Regions from separate parts of the Mus musculus genome. Here regions 1, 2, 3 and 4 are each linked to region 5. A link is a contact called in public promoter capture Hi-C data. All regions are on one chromosome and are shown on one strand. The core of a region is the stretch at or near the end of the contact, and the rest is flanking DNA. Distances in the headings are between cores, read along the strand shown.

Region 1 (5,535 bases), core at 21-2,520, 920 kb before region 5:
CACCCTAAGACTTTTCTAGACTGCTCTCTCTCTTCCCTCTGAACTCACCCATCTCTCCTTCATTCTATGGACAGCACAAGGCCAGTGTGCTTTCCTGCAGCCTCCTCAGGACAGGATTCAACCCCCAACCCAAGCAGTTCCCACACTAAAGGCACAGGGCTAGTGCCCCCGTCCACCCCCACCCCATCTCCACACCACACCCCCTAATCAATCTCTCTCTCTCTCTCTCTCTCTCTCTCTCTCTCTCGGACATACAAGATCTTAGAAGGAAGACCCTGAGGATTTTAGAAACTCAAAGCTAGAGCCTACCCAGTTTTGTGCCCACGCATGCAAGTGTGCAGGGGTGCATGGTGTGCATGGTGTGTGTGAAGTTGGGGACCACAGTCTCTTTCTTTGGGTTCATGCTTTCTGCATTCTCACCCTAGGGAAGAGGAGAGGCCTACAGAGCCCACCCAGCACAGGCCTGACCAAGAAGATAAGCATGCCGGGGCATCTGCCCTCAGGCTCGCCATTTCTATTCCAGTTCAGGGTACCACAGCTAGACTAGGAGAGATGAAGCTCCAGAAGACTTCCTGGCCTGGGTTGGCTTCTCTAGCTACAGTGTCTGCTCCATGCATGGCAGGCCAGTGAACTGTGAATAGGGAAAGCAACTGCAGGGTTCCATAGCCTTCCAGCCATCCTCTCCAGCTACGCCCTGCTGATGGAGAAACTGAGGCCCAGAAAGGGATGCGCCCCCAAATAAAAATTCTTCCTGTCACAGATCTCTGCCTCCAGCGCCCTGGGATGAGTGAAGAAACCATCGGCCCACCCTCTTCCCCGGCAATTTTTTTTCAGGATTGTGGCCACCAGCGACCCCAAGATGACAGTGGAAGAAAATGTATAAACTCGGGAAAGACTGCCCTCCTGGGTTAGTACTGCCCTCTGAAGCACGCGGGTCTGTGTTGGAAGAGCGCAGAGACCGAGGGTTACAAGTGAGGCTCTCGGTGCCTCTGGGGAAGCAGTGGCTCTCCCAGTCGCGCAGTGGACACCTGGGTGCCATGGACTCTTCTTGAGCTCCGGAGGTTCACTCACCTTAGACTTCTCTTGTCCCCGGCCCGGCGGAACAAACCCGGCCAGGAGCAGGGACAGAAGGCAGGATGCCCGGAGGATCCGGGCCATGGCGGGCTGGGGCGCGTCTTGGGGTGGCCACCGTCCGTCTGAGGTGTCCGAAGCGCTCAGCCACATTTCAAGCCATCCACTGTGGCCAATCCGCAGCCAGGCGGGGGCTTCCTAGCCAATGGCAACGCGGTTAAGATTTAAAGGGCAAGACATACCCGCCCCTTTTTCCTCCTCTCCCCAGACCGGGGCGACGGTGACACAAGCCTAGGAGGAAGAGAAGGGGGCCCGGCTGCCTGGGAAGAACAGGAGATGGGCGCGGCCAAGGTTCTAGACAACACCCAGGACACAGCTTTTTTCCCCAAGCTCTGAAAACCTAGGGCCCCGAGGACTTAACATAGAACCCGTTAGTGCAAATAATAAGCACTGTGTGAGCCAGGTGTAGAGACTCACGCCTGTAATCGCAGAATCCAAAAAGCTGAAACAGGAGGATTGCGTAGGTTCAGTGCAATCTGCAGCCTTAGCTACAGACTGAGACCCTGCGCCAACTGGGAATGTAGCTTAGTGGTACAGCACTTGACCAGCTCGCATGAGGCCATAGGTTTATTCAATCCCCAGCATCAGCAAGCTAGAGGGATCTGTGAACGTGATTTTAAATTCAGCCTTCTCGGTTAGGTTGTGGGTGACAGCTCAGGAGAGTAGGAACCAGAAAATACACCACCACCACCTTTTTTTTAAATTAGCACATAAAAATTATGTGTCTATCTCTGTGGTCTTAAACTCATTATTTCCCTTCTCTGAGCCTCAGTTTCCTCTACTATAATGATGGGATTGGTTAATGAGCTCTAAGGTCTCCCAGGCTCTGACTATGTGATTTGCTTCTAAGCAGTAGGCCTAGTCCAGGAGTCTCTTGAGTGTACACAACAGGTGTTTAAATATTTGTTGAATCAATCATTAAATCATCAGATTTGTTTGTGCTTTCATATAAGGTCAGGCCAGGCATCTCTAGATTGAGAGCTTCCAGGCTTAATCCGGTCTGCAATAGAGGTTTGGTGCATCCTGCCTTGCTACCACAGTGGGCTGGAGAGCTGTTAGGACAGTCTTGGGCTGCACATCAGAACCACTGTGTTGAGCCTCTGCCTTCAGACTCATTGCAGAAGGGATTCGAAGGCCCCTGACCCCAGTCTTGGTTGTGTGAGTCCTAGATTAGGTGGCCTTCTGAAAAGTTCCTGACTCAGAGATGCCTCGAAGTACCATGCTTTTACTATGATTCAGGGAGTTAATGTGACCCGTGGAATTTGAAATTTTCTGCACTCATAAGGCCTGGCTCTATGGTGGGGCTGGTGAGATGGCTCAGCAGGTAAAAGCCCTCACAAGGCTGTGTAATAAAAGGGCTTGCAACTGATGACTTGAGTTTAATCTCCAGAACCAAGGGTGCAAGGAAGGAACGAACTGGTTTCTGAGAGTTGACTTCTAACCTCCAGCACAACAATAATAAATAAATGGATAAACTCATTGTGTTGAAGTAGAAAGAACCTGGAGACCAGGAAGCCCTTATACCATGGAGGCATGTGACTAGCTGACACAGTAGGTTTTTAATTGATATCACTATTCTAAAACCTTAAGTTCCTGAGGCCTAGCAACCTTGCAGTCCTTTATGAAAATTCCTGCAGTAAATTTGTGGCAGATAACCTACCAGAAGACAGTCTCTGGTCCATGTTGTTCTGTTGCCCTTTTTTTCTGTATCCTCTGGGAGTGACCCACTCACAATACTCAGGCTTTGGGTTTTGAATGACTGTGTCCATGAGCAGTGCTTGGTTGCATTGGTTTTGGTTTGGTTTGGTTTGGTTTTGTCAATTTGACACAAACTGGAGTCATCTGGGAAGAAGGAGCCACAGTTGAGGATTGCCTCTATCAGACTGGCCTGTGGGAGCATTTTCTTGATTGATAATTGATGTGGAAGAATCCAGGCCACTATGGGTGGTCTTCATGTGTATAAGAAAGCAAACTGCTGCTTGGATGTAGTGGCACAGCCTTTAATCCCAGCGCTTGGGAGACAGAGGAAAAAGTAAGTACATCTCTGTGAGTTCAAGGCCAGCCTGGTCTACAAAACAAGTTCAGGGACAGCCACAGCTACACAGAAAAACCCTGTTTCAAAACAAACAAGGGAGGGGGGGAGGAAAAAGGAAAGAAAGAAAGCTTTTGCATTCTACACAGAGGAGGCATGAGTCCCAAGGATTCTGCGGTGGCTAAGGAGGCTGAGATTGTGGGTGGCAAGTTCAAGACCAATCTGAGGAGCAAGCTCCAGGTCAGGCTCTACTATACATTGCAAGACCCTCTTACAAAAACAAAACGGGGGAACAAAGAAGCTTCCCCTCAAATAACCAATAGCTTGAACTACAAAGTAAAACTTTATATAAAACAAAAATGCCTTCCTTAAATTCAACCAGGCAAAGAGATGAGCCTGAAAGCTGGTGGCATAACCTGTGACCCCATTACTTGGGGCACTGTGTGGAGGATGACAAGTTCAAGGTCAGCCTGGGTAACTTAGTGCATGGTGGCACATGCCTTTAATCCCAGCACTTGGGAGGCAGAGGCAGGCGGATTTCTGAGTTCGAGGCCAGCCTGGTCTACAAAAAAAAAAAAAAAAAAAAAAAAAAAAAGAAAGAAAGAAAGAAAGAAAGAAAGAAAAAGAAAAAGAAAGATACAATGGGGGAATGTAGCTCAGTGTGCAGAGTGCTTGCCCCACACCACTGAGCCCTGAGACCCAGCTCCAGCACCACATAAATGGCAGGAGATCATATGCTCGAGACCAGCCTGAGCCTGTCTGAAGAGGAGGAGGAGGAGGAGGAGGAGGAGGAGGAGGAGGAGGAGGAGGAGGAGGAGGAGGAGGAGGGAGGCATAAACAATTGGATTAGATGTGAAGGTTCACACCTGTAATCCCAGCACCTGGGAGGAGGCTGAAGCAGAAGAATTACTGCATGAGGCCAACCTGGTCTGCGGAGAGAGTTCCAGGACAGTCCTGTATACAGTGAGAGCCTGTCTAGAGGACAGAGACATTGAGGGGGGACAGAGACAGAGAGAGAGAGAGAGACAGGGGGGTGGGCAACCTCTGAAGCTGATCTGGTAGGTTTGTTCCTGAGAGATGATCTCCACGGGGCAGCTTCCATTTGTCCTCGGGTTAAAGTTCAAATTCTTTTCAGTGACTCAGAACCTGCCACTTCATCTTCTGGCCTCTCTTCCAGTTCTGTCTTGCTCAGATGGACAGAACGGTTTCAGGTCCCAGCCTATAGCTCAGCCTCACCTGCAGCCTTTCTCTGTTGGCTCCTATCTGCCCCACCACCCACCTCCCCTCTTTACCTAATTTCCTTCTGCCAGGTCAGGACTCTGCTAACATCACTTTCTGAGCACTGCTCAGATCCACTGGGTTTGGTTTGGTTTGGGGTTTTGGGGGTTCTCTGAGTTGTTTGTTTGTTTTTGAGATACTGTCTCACTCTATAGCCCTGACTGTCCTGGAACTCACTATGTAGTCTAGGCTGGCCTCCAACTCACAGAGATGTTCCTGTCTCTGCCTCCTGAGTGCTGGGATTAAAGTTTGTGCCACCACACCTGACCCCTGGTTTTATTAGTTCCTAGAATAGCCAATACTCTCTACCTCAACTCTAGTACACTTTTTGTTTTTGAATGTGCCCGGTCCAAATTGATAAGTGCCAAGAGTATGTAAAGTACACACTGTTTTTGAAGAGTTGTTCTTTAAACAAACAAACAAACAAACAAACAGGCAAATGACTGGTTGTCATAGCTCAGCAGTGGGGTGCTTAGTATGTATGAAGTCCCCAGTACAGGGCGAAAAAGCAAAATAAGCCAGACATGGTGGCTCAAACCTGTAATAAATCTAGGGTAGTAGATTTATTAAGGAAAAGTTTAAGAAAAAAAGAAAGAAAACTCCTATGGGAGATTTTTTTTCTTTCTTTCCTTTTCTTTTTCAAATTTGTTACATAGTCTTTTGTTTTAAAAGTTTAACTTTCATTTATTTGGAGGCATGGCGCATGTGCCACTGCACATAGCTGTTGTGTGCCCAGCTAAAATAATTTCTTGATTTTGTTCATTGTCTACTTACTTATTTATCTTGAAACAGCTCCCATCCCATCGTCATGCCCTGCTTATTTTTTACACTGAATTATAAGGTCTACAAAAATCCTCATTTGCAGCAGTTCAAATGAGACATGATTCCTATTAGCTTGGCAAATATCTATTGTACCGTAACAAATGAAACATACTGTGGCACCCAGCATGAGCAGAATGGCCGGTAGCCTTTGATAACTATGTGAGCCCCATAAGACTAGTCAGATGCTGTATGAGACCGGAGCTCAGGAGGCTGTTCTGAGGAGGCCTGTTTGGGAGAGGTGACATGCAGTAAGCTGTGGGAAGGGGTTGGTG
Region 2 (5,535 bases), core at 2,578-5,077, 520 kb after region 5:
CTTTTTTTTTTTTTTTTTTTTTGAGAAAGGGTCTCTCAATTATGTAGCCTTGACTGTCCTGGAACTTTTTAAGTAAACCAGGATGGGCTTGAACACTCAGAGATCCACTTTCCTCTACCTCCCAAGTGCCAGGATTAAAGACATACACCACCAAGCTTGGTTTACCCTACTTTTTTGTAACAGGCTCTTTGTTTTGCTTTGTCTTTTTTTCTTTCTCTAAACAGGGTTTCTCTGTGTTGCCCTGGCTGTCCTAGAACTCACTCTGTAGGCCAGGCTGGCCTCGTTAAAGGTGTGTGCCACCACTGCCTGGCTGAGACAGGCTCTTTTACTGAACATCATTTAGCTAGGCTAACTGGCCAATGAGTTTCAAGAATTCCCCTGTCTCTTCTCCTCCCCCCTACCCAGCAACAGCACCCTACTCTTCACTTGGGTGCAGGGGAGTCAAGGTTAGGTCTGCATGTTCATACAGCAGGTGACTTACTAACTCAGCCAGCTCTCCAACTCCTCTCTTCCTAATCTTTGTAAACCCAGATCATGGGCTGGCATATGTCATTCGTGCCTGGCCACGTTGGCATGCCAGAAAAGTAGAGGTGATGAAGTACAAAGATATGTCCTCAAAGGAGGCTTTGAGGCTGGAGACATGACTCAGTGGGTAAAATGGCTGCCAAGACTCAACGTGAGTCTGATCCTGGAGACCATAGGAGAGGAAGAACCAATCCAACATGTTCACTGGCTCTGAGTCATGAGTGTCTTCTCTCTCTCTCTCTCTCTCTCTCTCTCTCTCTCTCTCTCTCTCTCTCTCTTTTCTACACCCACAAATAAATAAGAAAAATATTAAAAAAAATAAATCATGAAAATCTATATTAGTGAGTTTCTGTGTCCAGCATGACCAAGGCATGAATGACCAGATAAAATCTGCTTAAGATGGCTGGAGAGATGTGCCAAGAGCACTTGCTATGATAGATATGATGGTACACACTTTTAATCCCAGCACTTGGAGAACAGGGGCAGGAGGAGTTCTATGAATTTGAGGTCAGCCTGGTCCACATAGCAAGTTCCAGCCAAGGCCTGTCTCAAAAATCAAACAAGCAAACAAACAGAATCCGAACTTGCTGCTTTTGCATGGGACCCAAATCTGGCTCCCCAGCATCCACATCTGTCAATCCCCATCTGACAAATATCTGTAACTTGAGTTCCAGGGGATCCCATGCCTTCTTCTGTCTTCCAAGGGCACTTGACATGCGCGTGGTACACACATACATGAAGGCAAAACACACCCATACACATAAAAATTTTTTTAAAAAACATAAAAATAAACCTTAAAAGCAAAAACAGCTTAAGAGACAGAAAGGTGACTCACTGGGCAGGGCTGTCCACTGCACAGGCCCGACAACTTGAGTATGATCTCCAGGATCCATATACGAAGTCAGATTCAGGGGCTGGACCTACGATGGCCCAGCAGTTAAGAGCACTGACTACTCTTACCATGCACCTAACTTTGGTTCCCAGCATCCACACAGCTCATAACCAACTGCGTGCGACTCTAGTTCCAAATGATCCAACACCCTCCGAAGGCTATTGTATGTGATTGACATAAAATAGAATACATGCTTTTCAAAAGTCAGATGCTGTCGTCACATCAGTAATCTCAGCCTACCTACAGTGAGATGGGAGGTAGAAACAAGAGAGTCAGCTGGAAGCTTGAGGACCAGATACCTCAAATATACTTCCTAGCAGCGGAAACAAGAGAGACCTTGACGCATTGTGAATATGCTTGGCCCAGGGAGTGGCTATCAGAAGAGTAGGCATGGCCCTGCTGGAGTAGGTGTGGCCCTGCTGGTGTAGGTGTGGCCTTGTTGGAGTGGGCGTGTCACTGTGGGTGTGGGCAATAAGACCCTCAGCCTAGCTGCCTGGGAGTCAGTATTCTGCTAGCAGCCTTCAAGTGAAGATGTAGAACTCTCAGCTCCTCCTTCACCATGCCTGCCTGGATGCTGCCATGTTCCTGCCTTGGTGATAATGGACAGAACCTCTGAACCTGTAACCCAGCCCCAATTAAATGTTGTCCTTATAAGAGTTGCCTTGGTCACGGTGTCTGTTCACAGCAGTAAAACCCTAACTAAGACATTCACCATGTGGAAGGTGACAATGGACTCCTGAAAGTTCCCCTCTGATGTCCATAACACGCTGTGACACTCATGCTTATACTAACACACACACACATTAAAGTCATTAATGAAAACGCCAATTTATAATGAGCCATTAAACACGTACATATATCTGTTTTCTTATTGCCCCTAACTTATCTAAGGGGTGCTATTACATGGGGTCTCTGTCCATGCAGGATTCCCATATTGTGCCCTTTGTAGGGCTTGCTGTGCCACCAGGGCCTTGGAGCCTCAGGACAAACAACACAGAATTTTGACATTTGTCCCCGGAGCGGGGATTGCAGTAGAGTCTGCTAGAAAAATAGGCTGGGATCCTGGCTGTGGAGGAAGGTACTTGTTACCTGACAAAGGAATAAGGGGGCTCGGGGCTCAGAACTAGGGCTCTTGAGGGTGGAAACACCAGACCTGAAGGATGAAGCTGGCACTGGGGGCTGAATCTCGAGTGAAGGTGGACCCAGGCAAGCAACCAGACGTGGGACTTCAGGCAAGGTTTGTTGGGAAATTTGATAAAGACAATTTTCAGTGGGCAAAACCAGACCAAGGCAACACATGTAAGTCCAGGTCAGGGAACAGGAGAGGCACTGGAGAAAAGTCAAGCTCCGAGCTAATCGGGAATGAAACAGTCCTCTCAAGGGCCACCTCCCATCTGTCTTCCTGTGAGGACCTGTGCAGGCCTTTCCTTGCCTCCAGCCTTCCCTCAGTACCTGGAGGGCTGTTAACTGCACTCCCTGACTCTCCTTAGAGTCAGAGGTTCAGGGTTCAATGCTCAGATCTTAAATCCTAGCATTCCAGGCTAGGTCTGATGGGTGAGCTTTCAGGCAAACTCCTTGGTTCTCTTTTCTAGTCTCCAAAGCTATGGGTGACATTGCACCCCTGTGAGACATCTATTTTACAACATAGTAGCTGGTTATACAGTCTCTGCTGGTCTTGGGCAGACTCTGTGAGACGCAGGTTCCAGGAGGTGTAGAAAAAGCAGAGGGTGAATGACACCTAGGTAAAGATGGTCACTGCCATGGGTACAGCACATACCCCAGGGCAAAAGCTAAGCCCTGGGGACCACAAGGGGCAGCAGAACCACACAAAGAGGTGAGGAAAGAGGCGCTTGGAACACTAGGAGAGCGGGTGGCCTCTGATCAGTGCATTTCTAGGCCTTTTCAGTGGGGTTCACGGTCCGGGAAGATCGGGGGATTGGGAGGGACCCGGATTCTCCAGCAATCGAAGCTCAAGAACAGAGGGTCCTGAGACGGACGCCACTGTGTACATTGCGTCCCTGCAACAGCTGGGCCACCTGGACAGCTCTGTCCCCTGCCAGGCCTGGCCGAGAGTAAAGGTGCGCAGGGGCCCGATTCCACTGGCGCGGCCGGTCTGGACTCCGGGTCGGAAGGTCCAGACAGAATGACGGTCAGTCAGGCTGCTTCGCGGCCACCGCTGTCGCCGCCCCGACCCTCCCGTCCTTGTCTCCCTTTTGGGAAGCAGATCTGTGGACCACGCGCTGTGTGTCCCCTCACCCGGTCCCGCTGCGTACCTGTGGCTCCAGCCCGAGACGCACTTCAGGGCGCCGGCGATCCCTCAGTGACATCCGAGCCCTGGGCTCCAGCTCCCGACGCCACCTCCAGTCTCCGGCCGCAGCAGGGGAGGCGCCACCTCCGGCCGAGGAGGGGCCGGAGTCTGGAGTGGCGGCAGGGCTGCGGGAGCCGCGCCCCTTCCTCTTGCGATTCTGTACGTGGCCCTAGTCCCCGGCCCTGGACCTCTAACCACCGCAGAGAACTCGAGCCGGAGGGCGATCGAAATCCTCCAAGCACTGCCGGATCCGCAGGCAAGACTTATGGACCAGCAGGCTCCTCAGTGCGGAGGTCAAACCCTCCCGGAGGCAACAAAGGCTCACCTTCCTTTCTTCTTCTTCTTTTAACCTTTAAAAAAATTACATTTATTTATTTACTTAATAATTTGGGAAGTAAGTAATGGGGGAAGCTCCCTTGTGGAGAAGTCGGTACTTTTCTTCCACCCTGTGGAGTACTAGATTCCAACTGTGAAGATCTGGTTTGGTGACATGAACATTTATCCACTGGACCATCTCTCCCGGCCGGTTCTCTTAAACTCCACGATGAAAACAGATGTGCCTGGAGTTCCTGCCTCATGCTCTCTCTCCCTCTGAGTGTGCTTTAGATGGCTGGCTACCTGATCAACTCTGCTCTTCAGACCCACATTTCCAAAACCATGCCACCTACTGGACTCTTTCCACAGGCTCTCCTCTCCTGTCTTTGTCTCCTCGCTTCCCATAGCTCCCTCCACCAGACCCACACCGAACGGAGCCCTGAACTTATGTGCTCGAATCTGCTACTAGGAGTGGGGTCTTCACCTTTTGGTAAAGACTTTGAACTCCTAAACTCCCGTCTGTACATCCTGAGTGCTGGAGTCTTTTTTTCAGCTCAGATGACCGGTGCCACCTGGTCCTCATTCTCTGTGTGTGTGGTGTATGCATGTGTACCTCTCGAGATTGGGTCTTTTCTTTTCTTTTTCTTTTTTTTTTTTTTTTCCGTTTTTGATTTTTCAAGACAGGGTTTCTCTGTATAGCCCTGGCTATCCTGGAACTTACTTTGTAGACCAGGCTGGCCTCAAACTCAGAAATCCGCCTGTCTCTGCCTCCCAAGTGTTGGGATCAAAGGTGTGCGCCAACACTGCCCAGATACTATTGGGTATTTTATTCTATCATTTCTACACCTTATTTTTTGAAACAAGGTCTCACACAGAAGTCATCAATTTGGCTAGACTAGCTGGCCAGCCAACTCCATGAGTCTGCCTACACACACACACACACACACACACACACACACACACACACACACACACACACCACATGTCCCCTGCACTGGGTAACAATGTAAGCTGTGGCACCTAGCTTTTCCCTTAGCTACTGCAGACCCAAGCTCAGCTCCTCATGTTTGAGTGGCAAGCACTTTGCCCACTGCCCCACTGCCCATTCGTCTCATGGTCAGCAAGCTCTGTGACTCCAACTCTGTAAAAGTCTGTCCATTTGAGGACTCTGGAGAACTTGCCCAAGTCTCAGAAAGCACAGAGCCACAGAAGAGGAGAGACATCTAGATTCTCATTTTTATGTAAGTCTCCTTACATAGCCTAGGCTGGCCTGAATCTAGAGTTTCAGACAGCTGCCACATGGAAGCTGGGAACCAAACCTAGATCCTCTATTGGGATAGCAAGTGTTCCTAACCATTCAGTTGTCTCTCCAGTCTACCATATACAAATGAAAGAGACAGAGACAGAGACAGAGACAGAGACAGAGTCAGAGACAGAGACAGAGACAGAGACAGGCAGAGGGAGGGGGTTGGTGAGAGGGAGAGAGAAACTAGTT
Region 3 (5,276 bases), core at 1,839-4,338, 540 kb before region 5:
AATGCTTTTAGTCACTGAGCTCTCTCTCCAACCCCTCTGTCTCTTAATCTACCTATTTATTCTAACATTTTTTTTCTAAGACATGTCATACCCAAACACATCCATCCTCATTCATACCAGGCAGGCCTGGAATCAATGGCAATTTTCCTCCTCAGAGTCCCAGGTGCTGGGATCATAATGTGTGACCCCTATTTTCTATGTATATTCTTTATATTCCTAATTTCATATATTCTTATAACTGAAAATGTCTACATTCCAATGACTGTAAATTTTACCTCTTCTATTCTCTATACACTCTATATTGATAATTTCATAATTCTCCCAACTGAAAACAATCTACAACCCGATGACTATAAATTTTAACTCTCTAGTCCAGCCTTCTCTTAGAAACATAGCTTTTATGTGCTAAATGTTTACTCCAACATTTCTAACAGATATTTTAAATTAGACATATTGAAAACATAATTTGTGATATTACCCCCTCACAAAAATCAGCTCTGGTAAATCTCTTGTATTTCTGTTTTGTGGTGCTGAGGATGAAGTCCAGGATCTCATGACACTAGGTGTGCATTGTATCACTTCGTGACATCCAAGGCCATTTCTTTGATAACTCTTCAACTTGTCTTTGGTAACAACTTCAACACTCCATAATTTAGACCCCAAACTCTGAAACCATGTTCAATTCTTCTTTATCCTTCAGTCTATACCTAGTCTATGTTATTAACAAAGGCTCCTGGCTAAAGGTTAAAAATATTTTCAGAAGTTGATGGCTATTCAGAATCCCCATGGCTGTCATTTTAGTCTGAACTATCATCATCTCTTACCCCATTTATGCAATAGCTTCTAACTTCCTGCTCCTACCCTTGTTTCCACCTGGTCTACACTCTACATAACAGCCAGTCTTTTTGAAAATCTATCAAGACAGTTTCATTCCACTGCTTCAAAACCTTCAGATGGTAGCTCACCCATTTCACTGCAGATAAAAGTAGTTGTAGTGGTGGTGGTGGTGGTGGTGGTGGTGGTGGTGGTGGTGGTAGCAGTAGTAGTAATAACAACCCTCACATTTTACAAAGTCCTATATGCTGTGTCCTATCCTACAGCACTATCTAGGACTTCCTACCCACTCTGGCTCATTGCCCACTATTCAAGAGTTCCCTGTTAATCCTGGAATGTATGAACAGAACACTCTAATCACAGGGTCTTTGCAATGACCATTTCCTCCATTTGCATAAGCTTTCTTCCTCATAAAACTCTGCACATAATCCCATTCGTATGCATCAATAGAATGTTCATCAAGTCAGATCCTTGAGGGTCACTACCATCTTCATACAAGCAAAGTGCCGACAAGTTATGGTTCCAGGTTGCTGTGAGCTACACAGGGATACCCAGTTTCGTTCAACAAGCAAGTCAAGTTACCTAGGAAATAGCTTATTTTCCCTTTCCCCAATTCTCCTTATCCTATTATTGGAAATAGCCATTATTAGCTAGCATGTTGCATATTTATCACCTACCTTCTCAATTCCTTAATCCATCAGGATGTAAGAACTATAGGGACCTGTCTATTGTGCCCACTAAAATTTTCTAATGTACAAAATAGAGCCTTGAACAGGTTGGCAATGAATAATTACCAAATTAATATATTTATAACAGACTCTTAGGAGTCCACTACGAGAATCTTTTGACAGCAGAAACGAACTTGTGAGAATTTCATAGAACTCTTTGTCAAAATAAAGCATCACTAGCACTCTGGATAATGATTTATTAGTAACCTAAATTCTACACTCATTCAAAAATACAGCCAATGAATCCAAGCAGTTAATATTCCCTTCAACAATGTTGCTATTCCAGTAACACAAGATAAAAGTCCTCAACACAGCACACATGACCAAGCATAAGTTCCCCAACAGTTGAGAAAACGTCCTCTACTTAAAAAGACTCAATTTCAAACTAAGTAATTCGGTACCTGAAGAGAAACAAGGTTTTCCTTCATTACCTAAATAATGTTCGTAAATAAAACTTAAAATGCACATTACAATGGTAATCACCACAGAAAAGCTGATTCATAAATTATAAGTAGGAAAAAGTAGCCCCTGGAAAGGGGTGGGCAGGTGCCTTGTTACTATGCAAAGATCAAGGTTTCAGGAAGCAAGCTGGACACATCACAACTTCAATAATGGCTGTAACAAAGTCATGTCCCAGAGTGTTACCCAAAGTTTGAGACTTTCTATGCAAAGAACTCTAAGTATGAAACTCCCGTGACTAAAAATTAAAACATTTCATTTCAGTTACTGCAACTTCAAACAAGACGACTCATTGCATTTACATTGCTGTTGGGTTTTCCTTTTTTTTTTTTTTAATTTTGGTATAATACACATAGCCACTAAGATTATAGAAACGTCTTCAAACCAAGAAAACTTAACAAATAATCTTAAACTTCCCACGGAAAGTTTGAAAAAGCACCAGGGAACCACTCGACACGCATCACCCGCCACGGGACTTACTACTATCTGGCTGACGCAGAGTCTGATACGGACATTGGAAACCTGTCTTCTGGGGGCAATTGTGCAGTATCTGAGATGAACGCACAGCACACACTGGCTATGGTATGAACTGTCTCTTACACATCATTATTCCCAGCTTGTTTTTCAGCCCACCTGAGCACACACAAACTCAGAAGCCAGTCAACAGTAACGGTGCTTTCTTATCACAAGTACAAGGAAGTCCCCGGCAGGAAGCGGCAGGAAAGGTGCTCATCACCCTGCGCGGCTACGGCCAGGTCGGGGCCGAGCAGTGCTCGCCAGTGCCCGGCCTTACCTCAGGAGTCCGCTCGGGCGGCTTCTTCCTCAGTGCCTGCCGAGCGCCGGGGTCCACGGGCGAGTTCATGTCCGCAGCCACAGGCTCCCTAGCCTGCGTCTAGCTGCCCATTCTCCAGCTCCGGGTGTACGCCAGCCCCACCGGGAGGGAAATGAGAACTGTCGCAGGGTCCAAACTCAAGCAAACAAGTCTTCGCAACGCCCGCCCAGGGCCTCAGCCCACGCGCGACTGGCCAGAAAGACGCCTGCGCGGGGGCGAGACTGGCCGAGAACGCATGCGCATGCGCACGACGCGCACACTAACGCCCGCCTGGCCGTGACGTAGAGAGATGGGCGTGGAGGGGGCGGAGAATGAGCGGCTTGGCTTTTCTTCGCGAGACTCCGCCTCGGTTACAGGATTGTAGTTTCCGCATACCCAGCTTCCGGTTGAGGTTCCGGAAATGCTACGAGGGCGTCGCCAAAAATAGACTATCGGGTAGAGCTGTGGGTAAGATGCTTTGGTTTAGCGCTCGAGTCCGGAAACCGCGGGGCTCTTATGGCCCCGCGGAAATCGAGGCTGCCATTCAGCAAGCGGGGAAGCCCACGCACCGCTCCGCAAGCCACGGATCTCGGGGCAGTACTCGCGCACCTAGCCCACCGCAACCTTGTGGCGTATTCTACGCGACTTTAAAAAACAAAAACAAACCACGAAATCGATAGTGAAAGCTGCCTCAAAAAAAAAAAAAAAAAGAAGAAGAAAAAAAAAGAGAGAAAGAAAAAAGCGTTTTGAAGACTAGAGCTATAGTTCAGAGTAGCCTGCTGGTCTAGCGTGCACCAGATTGTCTTGGCTTCTGTGTGCAGAATTTTAGGATTTTCCTTTAAAGGGTTTAATGACCAAAAAGCCTCAGGTGGACTAAGGAACTCCTGATTCGAAAGTTGACAGATAACACCTGTGGGCTGTCAGAATCCTTGCCTTCTGAGAAGATCAGCATGCCAACTTGGTATTTATTTAGCACTTTGAGACTGTAGGGGAACCGACCCGCAGGTGAAATCTTATATCCCAGAGGTTTTTTCCCGTCCTATAGAACTTCAGGCCCTCTGCACCACCTGTGCAGCTTCCACTCCCGTGGAGAAACTGGTGTCACTTGTTCTGATTAAAGGACAGAACTTCTGTGGAGGTAGATCTGCCCTTTTATTTCCACTTGCCTCCATCCTAATCTAACAACCTTGACTAAAATCTGGGCAGTGAGAGTGAGTGGGTGGGGGCTGCTTTAACCTAAGCAGTGCTCAGAGCAAACCTCTCCACTCCGTTTTGTATTGAATTTTACATTCTAGTCTCTAACAAAATAAAGACAGCTTCAGTTTTGTTACTTGTCCTTTGGAACAAGAAAAGCTGCAAAAACTGATTGTTATTATTCCTGTTATGATAAAAGTAACCCTAGGTTTATTTTGGCCCCCAGATTGAGCCAGAAGTAACAGGAGCTGTCAATCAATGGACATGAGTGCTGGGAACTTAACTCAGGCCCTCTCCGAGGGCACTGCTTGCTCATAAACCACAGAGACATCTCTGCAGCCTATTGTTTAGGTTTTTTTTTTTTTAATGTTTCTATTGTGTGTGGCATGTACCTCTGTGCTCATGGAAACATCTTATAGGAGAGTGTTTTTTCTTTCACTATCTGGGTCCCGAGGAATGAAACCCAGATTATCTTGGTAGCAAGTGCCTTTTCCTGCCATGCCATGGCGACAGGGGTGTTAAGTAGCTGTTCATTTTGTCCACAGTCAGGTAATAGCACATGATGAATCCTCTTGCTTAGCTGGCCTTCTTATTCAGTCCAGTACCCCAGGCCCATGAGAAAGAAGAGTGGCTTTTTCCTAACTTCATTACCCCAATCTAGAAGCTTCTTCACAGACATGCCCAGAGATTTATTTCCTTGGGGGATTCTAGATTCTGTCAAATTGACTATCAGGCTATGTCAACAGTAAAGGCTAACTTTCAGAATTCCAGACTCCATCATTTTGGGAAAGTTATTTTGCACTGTTCTTATTAGAGCATAGGTGGGCCACACTAGTCACACCATTCCTTGTGAACCTCCACCTTCTGGCATTTCATTTACACAGAATTTTTAAAATTGAAGACTGTGACCACATCTAAGTGCATCATAGTATTTTCAGGAGTATCAGCCAACTAGGGAACGTAGTGTCTTATGATTAGACATGTTTTCCAATAATGGTTCACAGTACCTTTCTCTGGCAAGGTAAGAATCTCTAATAAAAACAGGAGAGTTCAGACTGTAACATTTCAGAGCACTGACAGTGCTGTATTTTCCATTGGACGCTGGAGCTTACCCAAATTTGAAGTTTACAACACCCTATTAGCACATCTTTTCTGAGGTTAGGGCACAAAGGCCCCATATGGTTCAGCCACTATAGACATAAATTGTGAAAAAGGTATACGGTACTTGTGCTGGTTAAGTTTTCTGTCAA
Region 4 (4,897 bases), core at 1,559-4,058, 880 kb before region 5:
TAGAGGTGTGATTAAATCAAGGATCCTGAAGTAGGTAGGCGCCTGGGGTATCTGGGTGAACCCAGTGTAACAACAGGGCCCTAGAGAGGAGAGGAGGGAGGTGATGAGGCAGCAAAGGGACAAGATTCTGGTTTGGATGACGGTTGGGTGGCATTCTGGAAGTCCTAAGTGTGATTTGTTTCCACCAAGGGAAAACTGGTCACAGCAGAGCTGCATTCTCCCTGGAGGCTCTAGAGGGCAGTCCACTCCCTTGTCTTTTCCAGCTTCCAAGATCATGTGCTTCCCTTCGGTTTTTGGGGGGTCTTTTTTATTCATCTCCAAAACCAGCAGAGGAGTATCTTTTTACATCTCCCTCTTTTCCTTCTTCCACTTTCAATGTGACTCATTAGGCTCACCAGACCGTACATGAAACGTCTCCCATCTCAGAATATTTAATTCACTTGCCAAATTCCTGCAAGGCAAGGCAATGAGAAGTTCTGGGCACCTGAGTGCACACATCTTTTGGAGGGCATACTCCTGCCTGCCACATAGCTCCAGGAACTTACATGATGAACAGTTGGAATTTCCACTGAGTTCTGGCGTTTCTTCAGTTCAGTTCCCACCACCGGATCAGTAAAGAGTGTGAGCTGTCTCGTTTCCCTTCATCTCTGGAACAGCTGAAGAAACTATCATGTTGGCTTAAGACTCACTTCTGATCTCATTTGGGCACTGTAGAACTATGTTTTAAAATTTTATCTATTATATGTATACAATTGCATGACATTATGGGCACCACAGGCATGTAGGAGCCAACGGAGGCCAGAAGAGAGTACTGGATCTCCCAAAACTGGAGTTACAGCCTGTTGTGAGCTGCTGTGAAGGTGCTAGGAATCCAACTCCAGTCCCCTGCTGATCAGTAAGTGCTGTTAAGCACTGAACCATCTCTTCAGCCACAGGATCCATATTTTTAAATAACATAGAAGGGTTTTCATTAACTTTCTAATCAGAAGTTATTATTACAAATTACTTTTTTTTTTTAAGAAATTGATCTATAGTACTACAGAAGCCACCACAGTATAAGATCATCTAATTGATTATTGTTTTGGATGAAAGACAATAGCCACTACACTTGATTTCATTGGTTCTATTAAAAGCACTTCTGCAGCCGAGCAGTGGTGGCGCACGCCTTTAATCCCAGCACTGGGGAGGCAGAGGCAGGCAGATTTTTGAGTTGGAGGCCAGCCTGGTCTACAGAGTGAGCTCCAGGACAGCCAGGGCTACACAGAGAAACCTTGTCCTGAAATAAATAAATAAATAAATAAATAAATAAATAAATAAAACCTCAATAAGAAATTTTTAGTGAGATTTTATTTTTATGAGTGTATGAGTGTTTACCTGGATGTGTATGTATACCGTGTCCTTGGAGGCCAGAAGGTGTCAGATCCCCTGGGACTGGAGTTCAGGCAGTTGTTAGCTGCCATATGGGTGTTGGGAAATAATCTCAGGTCCTCTGGAAAGAACAGCAGTGTTCTTAGGCTTTGGGCCAGCTCTCCAGCCATCAATAACAATTTTTAAAAGTTGACAATTATCTTTGTGTTCTTATATAAGACTCCCTAGGCATGGTATTTCACATTTGTAATCCCAGCCTTGGGGAGGTAGAGATGGGAAGATCTCTGAGACCAGGACAGCCAGTCTAGCCTAACCAGTGAGTTCTGGGCCAATTCTAGGTTTTGAACAAGGTAGAAAGCATTCCTGAGGACGAGTACAGGTTTGGTGGTGACAACTTTTATTCCAGCACTCCAGAGGCAGCAGATCTCAAAGTTTGAGGCCAGCCTGATCTATATAACAAGTTCCACACCAGACAGGGTTACTGTGACACCCTGTCTCAAAAGCAGAATTTTTTTTTCCTTTTTGTTTTTTGATTGACACAGAGTCTCATATAGTCTAGACCAGGGCTGTCCTTGAATTCTTGATGCTCCTGACTTTACCTTCCAAATACTGGGTTTTCAAGTATATCCCACCACACTCAGCTTAATCAAAGATTAAGAATCTTTGATTCTTAATAAACAGTCAGTTTTACCTAAAAGTAGCCTAAAATGTTACAGGAATGTTGAACGCAAATGATTGCGGAACAGGAGCAAGGTGGAAATTTTTATCCATGCCTGCAAGTACTAAGTTAAAATGTATATAAATGTTTTATGGTTATTACTATGAAGCTTCTAATAAATTATTTCCTACCTCAGCAAAACCAAAGAACGGGGCAAGATAAGTAGGGCAATAATGCAGAAGGTGAGGAGGCTCTGGGATCAAGGGTGTGAACTTGAGCAGGCAACTCAACCGCACCTTTGGGGGGAATAATTAAGAGAATGTACAAACAGAACGTTCTGGAGTCAGCGTTCTGATATGTATGGGCTGTGGTTGTTAGGACTTAGCTTTTGTTTGCTTACGTTCCCAAGGAGACAGTCACAGCCCGGAAACCTTATAATATAGACACTTAAGAGACGCCCACGCCCTTAAACAAGAGATAAAAAACGAGCAGGTTCCGAGGCCACCCAGTAACAAACAGTGTGCGCGAGCGGCACGCTAGGCGCGGCGGAGTGAAGTCTGCCCCTAACAAACATGGCTTCTCAGCTACTTCCGTCCTCCTGTCCGTAATTTGGCACCGCGGCTTCTCGCGTTTTTATACTTAGCTCTGCTTAGCAAACGCCTGAACTTCCTCCTGCGGGGAAGGCGGGCTAGGAAGGACATGTTGCATTCTGATTGGTTGCTATGCGGAGCGTCGCCAGCTGTGCCCCGGCCCTGATTGGTTGCCAAGAGGGGGCGCCCTCAGAGGCGGAGTCAGCGGCGTGGGGAGCCATGGGTCAGCCCGCCAAGGTGACAGGGCCGGGAGGAGGGTGCAGGGATGCTGAGGCTCAAGACCCCGGCAAGGGAGGGAGGCGACCCCGAGGGGGGCTGAGAGTGTAAGAGGGTGACAACCTTCAGGGGCAATGAGTGGTAGAGGGTGACAATTTTGAGGGCAGTGAGGAGAGACGACCCTATGGACCGTGAATGGAGGAGGTTGATAGCCATGTGGAAGAGTGAATGATGAGGGAGACAACCTGGAGGGGCTGCAGTGGAGAAGGGGGGGACAGTGAGTGAGGAGGGAGTGGATCTCGAGGGGCGCGGAGCGGAGGAGGGTGACAGCCACACGAGACAATGAATGAGGAGGATGGCTGATCCATGAAAGGTAGTGAATAGAGGAGACTGATGACCATAAACCGACCACCTATGCCTTAATAAAGAAGTTCCATAGTAGGAAGACTATAAACAACTAATAAAATCGTAAGAAGTGCTTCAAATTAATAAACAGCATGTTTTGTGAACCTATAAATAGGATTTAACTTACCTAGAGGAATACAGAAATCTCTAGTGGGCGAGAGGCAGCATTGCTGAGCCTACTTGTTGATGGCAAGCCCAGGCAACATAGATCTTGTCTCGAAATTTAAGAATCACGGGGACTTATAGGCAGACACCTGAAGTTTGATTAAGAATTAGGAGGGGCTGGCCTCAGACTTGTAGCTCACACCGGCGGCCAATTCTCAGCAATCTTCATGCTAAGTGCTGGGAATCTGACTCCCGAGCCACTACGCCCAGCTACTTTTTGCGTTTGAAAAGAAGTTTCTTAGTAGGGCTGAGGTTGTATTTAACTTTTAAGTTGGAGCCCTTAGCATTTTCAAGGCATTGGCTTCCATGCCCAACAGTGCATAAATAATAAGTAAAAAGATATGATTAGCTACAATGTAATGCCGGTTCTAGTAGATTTGTGGTAATGAAGATCACATTTTCTTTTAAAATAACTTTTTCAACTATTTTATTTGCAAGGCATGTATGTCTGTGCACCATGTGCATGTCTGGTACTCACAGAGGCCAGAAGAGGGTGTCAGATTCCTTGGAACCGAAGTTACAGGAGGTTGTCAGCTGCAGTATGGCTGATGGGAAGAGCCTGGTTCCTTTGTGAGAGCAGCCAGTGCTTTAACCTCAGAGCCATCTCTCCAGCCCCCATTTTCTTTTTATTAGGATAATGGTCTTAAGCTAGTGGTGCTGTTTTTATATTAATGGACACCCCCACTCCCCAGGAAGTACTATATAAAATTACTCCGATTACTATCCTTTAGTGTTCCACACTGCAGACTTCCTATGGTCTTAAACTTTGGGATCAAGTGATCCTCCCTTCTCCACTTTCTAAGATGCAGGGACATCTAGACACCTAGTCTCGTGTGTGTGTGTGTGTGTGTGTGTGTGTGCGCGCGCGTGTGCGTGTGCGCGCGCGTGTGCTAGTGTGCTTCTGCCTGCCTGCCTATCTGTCTCTTTTTTGTTTGTCTTTTTTTTTTTTTTTTTTTTTTTTCGAGACAGGGTTTCTCTGTATAGCCCTGGCTGTCCTGGAACTCACTTTGTAGACCAGGCTGGCCTCAAACTCAGAAATCTGCCTGCCTCTGCCTCCCGAGTGCTGGGCCTATATGTCTCTTTACCTCTTGCTTAATTTATATTTTATTGTGTAGTGCTGAGAAATGAACTCAGGACCCACTACATTTCAAGCACAGTCTATGTGGTGCCTTTTAAAATTCATATTCCTGGGCTGGAGAGATGGCTCAGCGGTTAAAAGCACTGGCTACTCTTCCAGAGGTCCTGAGTTCAAGTCCCAGCAACCACATGGTGGCTCACAACCATTGTAATGGGATCTGATGCCCTCTTCTGGTGTGTCTGAAGACAGCTACAGTGTACTTATATAAATAAATAAATAAATCTTTTTTTAATCCATATTTCTATCAACAGTCTCTGCCAGGCAATGGGCTCTTATTGCTGAGCACTTTAGAAAAAAACTCCTTTCTCTACACATCACTCAATTCCAAAGCCACCCCCACATGTTTAGGTTGTTATT
Region 5 (5,597 bases), core at 2,463-4,962:
GCTACACAGAGAAACCATGTCTTTAAAAATAACAAAAACAACAACAACAACAAAGAGTCTGTCTAATCATTTCAAGTCTTCTCTATCAATCATATCGACATGATTGACATAATTCCTGTTACCCCTCTATTCTTTCTCCAGGGAAACTGGATCATAAATTCAAGCTTTGTGTTTAATCAACAAAGCAGCTTGATTAGTCTCTTGAAATCCTAACATACGAGATCTGCACCCATGAGGTTCTTTAGAGTTCACATGTCTTTCATTGGTTGAATGGGGACATGGTTTTGGATGTCAGTTTGGTGTTTGGGGGAGGCGAGTTCCATCTGCTTAATTTTCTTCAACGGTTGTTTTATTTTCAGGTTCAGATGTGGGAAAAAATCAACAGTCTCAGTGGACAGAGAAGAAAGCCCCAAGGTTCTAATAACTGCATTCTAACGAGGTTTCCAAGGCACTTGGCAAACTGAAAAGCAGATGTATACAATGAGCAGGGTGTGATAGAGCAAGCCTGCAATCCCAGCGCTCTTGGGGTGGAGACAGAAGATCAGGAGTTCAAGGTCATCCTTGGCTACAGCAGGAGTGTAAGACCAGCCTGTCTTACCACAAGCAACCCTGTCTCAACAGAACAAATCAAAAGCCTTTTCTGCTGAAAGGGATTAACAGAAACAATGAGCACCAAACTGGACTTGTGGAGAAATGCACACTATCTCATGAATTCTGGGCCACTCTTCCAGATGGCCTTGTTTTCAAGAACAAACATTTCTAAATAGTCTTGACTACTAACTATTCAATGAAATTGATTTGTAAGATTTTTTTTTTTTTTTTTGGAAAATGTGTTAGTCAAGGACTGGCAAAATCCATATGAAGATTAACACACATTTCTAAACGTATAAATGCTATCCAAATAAAATTATCACAACTATTAGATGGTAACAATGCTTGTGTGTGTGTGTGTGTGTGTGTGTGTGTGTGTGTGTGTGTGTGTAAGTGTAGAGATGATCTAGCACATTCAAAATGAGAGCAGTTTTTTAATTGAACTCATATGGAGCTGTAACCAAATGGTTATCTGGACTGCAGGTCCTGAGTCTCTGATGGGTAGTTGCCACCCTGTGCTGGAAAGTCTGAGAGCATCATCAAGTAGATGTGCTGTTAGTCCACTGATGATCTGCAGACCCTGCTCAACAGTGGCTTCACACTGAGTCACATAAGCAGAACACCAACAGGCAAAGAACTCTTTCCAGATCTGAGGCGATGGCTCAGTTAGCAAAGTGATGACGGAGAATGGGGATGTGATATCAAAACCTAAGGAGAATAAATATATACCCTCCTTCATTATTATTATTTAATTATTTAATAATTATTAAATATAATAATAACTTTTTAAATTTTTTAAAAAAGCGAACTAGCATGCATAGGCCCTGGGTTAAATCCTCAAAATGAGAAAGAAAGAAAGAAAGAAAGAAAGAAAGAAAGAAAGAAAGAAAGAAAGAAAGAAAGAAAGAAAGAAAATAAGAAAGAGAAAAGAAAGAGAAAGAGAGAGAGAGAAAGAAAGAAAGAAAGACAGACAGACAGACAGACAGAAAGAAAGAAAGAAAGAAAGAAGGAAAGAAAGAGAGAGAGAGGAAAGCCCATGGGAGAAAACAAAGAAGCATTGAAATGCACTTTCTTAAGACAGAAACATCATGTAATGTTCAAATTATTAGTAACAACCCAAATTTTTTAAAAATTTATTTTATTTATATTTTATTTTTAAAGGCCTTAAAATAATACCACCCAACAGGGTAGCCACTACCTAGAAGTAGTTGCTGAGTATTTAAATGTGTACTTCACTAGATTCAACAGAAACATCCTATAAGATACACACCGAAGTCCCAAGACTTAATATGAAAGACAGGGATTGGTGATTTTTAATAAGAATCAAATGCATTTCAATACTTTCCATGCCAACTTAATAATAAAATAATAACATAGTCTTACAATTAATTCCATACTCTTTAAGGAAAAGCTTTTCTTACACAACTGGGATCCAATCCAAGGTCTGGTGCATGTGAGGCCACACCCCAGCTCTAAAGGCTTCTACTATGAGCACTGGCAGGGAGAAAGAACACAGGACAGCCACTTACATCTCAACCTCACATGTCCCTGCAAGTACCAATATGTAACGATACTTCAAATTGTTAGTTCTTTATGCAAAACTTGAATCTGACCACGTAAAATTTTTATTTACTAGATCTGGACATTTTATTAATATGGCTGTGACAATTATTGTTGTCAACTTGACAGGGTCTAGAATCACCTAAGAGAGAAACCTCTAGGTGTCTGTGAGGAAGCTTCTAGATCTCATTAGTTGGAGTGAGAAGAGTGACCCTCAGAGAGGCAGCATCTGTTCCATGGCCTTTGGTCCAGGACTAAGTAAGAGGAGAGAAAGCAAGCTGAGCACCAGCATTTCTCTCTCCTGGCTTCCTGACTGAGGCGACTGTGACAAGCTGACTCCTGCCACCCGGCCTTCCCAGAGTGACCGACTCTACCCTCTAAGCACAAGCCCAAACCTCTTCTCCCTTAAATTGCTTTTGTCTCTGTAACCAGAAAAGTTACGAATACAACAGCTACCAAGACAATTTTAATGATAATGTGCATCTGCTGTACACACCTGTTGTCCCTGCTACTAGAGAGGATGAGGCAGGTGGTCATTTGTGACCAAAGTTGCAGGTAAAGCCAGGGAAATACAGTAGGCCCCATCTAAATAAGTAAATAAATAAATAAATAAAATTATAAATGTAACTTCTCATTTCATTTGACAATATTACTTTAGAATTACACAATTGCTATTTTTATACCTTATCTTTTTAATTTTAGGAAATACTATTTGCACAAAACAATGGATTTCATTGTAAGGCTCTGTGTTTGTTTTAAGACGGGTTTCACTGTGTAGTCCTGACTGGCCTGGAACTATGTAGATCACCAGTCAGCTCCTGAATTAACTGTAAAAAATAACTAATTTGAGGGTATAATCCTAGACTAAGATCCTTAATCTTGAAGTTAAATTTTTATATTTGCTTAAGTCGATTTGATGAATAACTGAATGATTTCTTAATCTTTAAAAACATAAAGCACAGAACAGAGCCTAGAAATTGAAATTCATTGCCCACAGCCTCATGACCACAGCCTCAAAATTTGTCTCAATCTCTTAATGATTATTATAATATGACATTATGTGAGTGGGCGTTTTGATTGCATGTATGTCTGTGCACTATATGTGACAGGGGACCAGAAAAGGGGATTAGTTCCCCCGGAACTGGAGTTACCAGAAGGTTGTAAGCCTCCAATGCGTGCTGGGAATTGAACTCAGGTCCATTGAAGGAGAAGACTTTTGGTGGGATACAATCCCTTTCTGACCCATAACAAAAAGTTGAGAGGGTGTTTCATACCGAAATCCTACGCCTTTCTCCAAGTCAACACCCAGCTTGGTCACAACTTCCCCCAAAGGAGCCCTGGGGACCAGCTCGGGGTTGTGGCTTGAGAAGACCCATCCCTCCCTCTAGCAGCAGCTTCGGGGCGGGGACTACAGCGGCCCCGCCCCCAGCCCGACTCGCTCGGGGGGTGTGGCTTGAGAAGACCCGTCCCTCCCTCTAGCAGCAGCTTCGGGGCGGGGACTACAGCGGCCCCGCCCCCAGCCCGACTCGCTTGCTCTCGACTGGGAAGGACTTTACCTCAGGGCGTTCCTCAGCGAACAGCTCAGAGTAGTAGGCAAGGGACTCCTAGGCTCCCTCACACCCGCGCAGTTCTGAAGCCAGGCTCCATCCCGCTTCCGCACTGTCCAGCCAGCTCGGAGACCGGGACCAGACCCGCCTCACGTACAGGCGCGTCCAGTGCCCACTACGGATCACTCAGACTCCTGCCGCGCCCACCCCACGGTTCGCCTCAGGACTGCACGGCCGGCCTTGCAGTCTAGGCCAGACTCCGCGCGGAGTCCATCATGGCCTCACGTCCTCGGTGTCTCTGGCGCTGGCGGGGTCTGAGGCGGCGGGAGGAACTCACGAGCTTCTCCGTGTGGAAAACGTCTCCCGACGCTTTCTCGAACTCCTCTTCGACGAGTGACTGGTGCTCCGCGTGCACGGACAAACCGTGCGCCGCCCACTGCGCCCGAGTATCCTCGGATTCCCGGCGGGACGCCGTGGGCTGCCGACTCTATGCTTGACTACGACGAGGTGACCGCCTTCCTGGGCGAGTGGGGGACCTTCCAGCGCCTCATCTTCTTCCTGCTCAGCGCCAGCATCATCCCCAATGGCTTTACTGGGTTGTCAGCCGTGTTCCTGACGGCGATCCCGGAGCACCGTTGCCGGATACCAGACACCGTGAACCTGAGCAGCGCGTGGCGCAACCACAGTATCCCGATGGAGACGAAGGACGGACCAGAGGTGCCTCAGAAATGCCGCCGCTACCGACTGGCCACCATCGCCAACTTCTCTGAGCTAGGGCTGGAGCCGGGACGGGACGTGGACCTGGAGCAGCTGGAGCAGGAGAACTGCCTGGATGGCTGGGAGTACGACAAGGACATCTTCCTGTCCACCATCGTGACAGAGGTAGGTGACAGCCCCCCTGTCAGGGTCTGGTGACATCGCAGGCAATGGTTGTTCCTTAGTTTAACCACAAGCTCCCTGGTGATGAGCATCCTTTAAGAACATTTTATGAGATGACTTCTAGCCATAGTACGCCCCTCAGAGGACAAATGTCTGGCAGACCATCCGTCCATAGGGTCCCATTGAAGATAGAGTCCAGAAGGTTCTGCCCCTAGGAGATGCCCTGAGACCCTGAGTGGTGGGACTTTCTCGAGGTAGTGATGTGATTCAGAGGGGCCGGATTCAGACTTGCTCCAGAGAAGAGACCACAGGTTTTAGCCTCTGTTCAGAAAGGAAAGACTCTTTGCAGAACTTTTTAAAGTTAAAGAAACGTGTGTTCCAAACTCTCTACCCTTTCTGGAGTTATTCTTTCTTCCCTCACCTATCCTTACCCCAAAATGAAGTCTTGCCATGCCCCAGGAGAAACTGTTTTCCATTTGCCAGCGATGGATTGTTACTTCTTAAGGACCCATGTGTCTGCAGATCTATCCAGGGTGACTTGTTGGTATGGAGTCTTTTCCACAGTATTCTGGGACAAGATCACTGAAGAGGTTAGGTAAGGCATGTAAGGTTACTCTGAAGAGCGATGGAAACCTAATTCCTCATTCCCTTACACTTTATTCTTGGGTGACTTTGACATTTCTCAGTCACTCAGCTGGGGGATGTGACATGCTGTTTAATGGTGCATGTGGATGTGTTTAGTGACTTGGGCACCTGGGGTTTGTACCCACTCCTCTATCCCCATAATAGAAAAATAATCCTCATTATGTATGAGGTCAAGAGGTACTTTTTGGAGCTAGAGAGATAATTCAGTGGATAAGAGTGCTTACTGCTCAATCATAAAGAAAGACCTAATTTTAGATACAAGCCCCTTGGGGAAAAAAATGGAGGAAAGAATTAAAGAGGTTCTCATATAAAGGACCTGAGTTCAGTTTCTAGAACCCACACCAGGCAGCTTTCTACCACCTGTAACTCCAGTCT

Evidence for each region. Promoter capture Hi-C pulls out the DNA fragments that hold promoters and counts their contacts.
Region 1: a contact with region 5 is called in a promoter capture Hi-C map of pre-B cells, with 3 times the contacts expected there. The contact joins the promoter of Gpx3 here to the promoter of Slc22a21 in region 5. A contact is called at or near these places in 3 of 39 promoter capture datasets (hippocampal neurons, liver and pre-B cells).
Region 2: a contact with region 5 is called in a promoter capture Hi-C map of the SN4741 cell line, with 4 times the contacts expected there. The contact joins the promoter of Shroom1 here to the promoter of Slc22a21 in region 5. A contact is called at or near these places in 11 of 39 promoter capture datasets (the 3T3-L1 cell line, the SN4741 cell line, cranial neural crest and 6 more), 4 of 484 Hi-C or Micro-C datasets (the HPC-7 cell line, embryonic stem cells and myocytes), 1 of 115 datasets of contacts at active chromatin or transcription factors (embryonic stem cells) and 1 of 9 other capture datasets (liver).
Region 3: a promoter capture Hi-C map of the SN4741 cell line shows a contact between it and region 5, with 2.8 times the contacts expected there. The contact joins the promoter of Rapgef6 here to the promoter of Slc22a21 in region 5. A contact is called at or near these places in 21 of 39 promoter capture datasets (the 3T3-L1 cell line, 3T3-L1-derived adipocytes, the SN4741 cell line and 13 more), 4 of 484 Hi-C or Micro-C datasets (cerebral cortex, cortical neurons, nephron progenitors and 1 more), 7 of 115 datasets of contacts at active chromatin or transcription factors (acute myeloid leukemia, astrocytes, epiblast stem cells and 4 more) and 2 of 9 other capture datasets (adipose tissue and embryonic stem cells).
Region 4: a promoter capture Hi-C map of embryonic stem cells shows a contact between it and region 5, with 2.8 times the contacts expected there. The contact joins the promoter of Lyrm7 here to the promoter of Slc22a21 in region 5. A contact is called at or near these places in 11 of 39 promoter capture datasets (the 3T3-L1 cell line, cranial neural crest, embryonic stem cells and 6 more) and 12 of 115 datasets of contacts at active chromatin or transcription factors (the NIH/3T3 cell line, T-cell acute lymphoblastic leukemia, astrocytes and 9 more).

Annotation. Positions count from the first base shown.
Region 1 is chr11:54,898,589-54,904,123 of GRCm38.p6, reverse strand. Gpx3 (glutathione peroxidase 3) reads right to left here and starts at 1,270. Exons shown (of 5, transcript NM_008161.4): 1 at 1,072-1,270. The coding sequence starts at 1,158.
Region 2 is chr11:53,455,497-53,461,031 of GRCm38.p6, reverse strand. Shroom1 (shroom family member 1) reads right to left here and starts at 3,827. Exons shown (of 8, transcript NM_027917.3): 1 at 3,691-3,827.
Region 3 is chr11:54,520,657-54,525,932 of GRCm38.p6, reverse strand. Rapgef6 (Rap guanine nucleotide exchange factor (GEF) 6) reads right to left here and starts at 3,088. Exons shown (of 29, transcript NM_001252494.1): 1 at 2,815-3,088. The coding sequence starts at 2,883.
Region 4 is chr11:54,858,508-54,863,404 of GRCm38.p6, reverse strand. Lyrm7 (LYR motif containing 7) reads left to right here and starts at 2,808. Exons shown (of 5, transcript NM_029327.5): 1 at 2,808-2,853. The coding sequence starts at 2,836. Gm31490 (a long non-coding RNA gene) reads right to left here and starts at 3,591. Exons shown (of 3, transcript XR_879859.2): 1 at 3,365-3,591; 2 at 1,375-1,489; 3 at 546-656.
Region 5 is chr11:53,978,448-53,984,044 of GRCm38.p6, reverse strand. Slc22a21 (solute carrier family 22 (organic cation transporter), member 21) reads left to right here and starts at 3,712. Exons shown (of 10, transcript NM_019723.3): 1 at 3,712-4,580. The coding sequence starts at 4,188. It overlaps Gm30927 (predicted gene, 30927), which reads right to left and starts at 4,014. Exons shown (of 4, transcript NR_168634.1): 1 at 3,708-4,014; 2 at 2,648-2,736; 3 at 2,013-2,085. Slc22a4 (solute carrier family 22 (organic cation transporter), member 4) reads left to right here. Exons shown (of 10, transcript NM_019687.4): 10 at 360-930. The coding sequence ends at 435.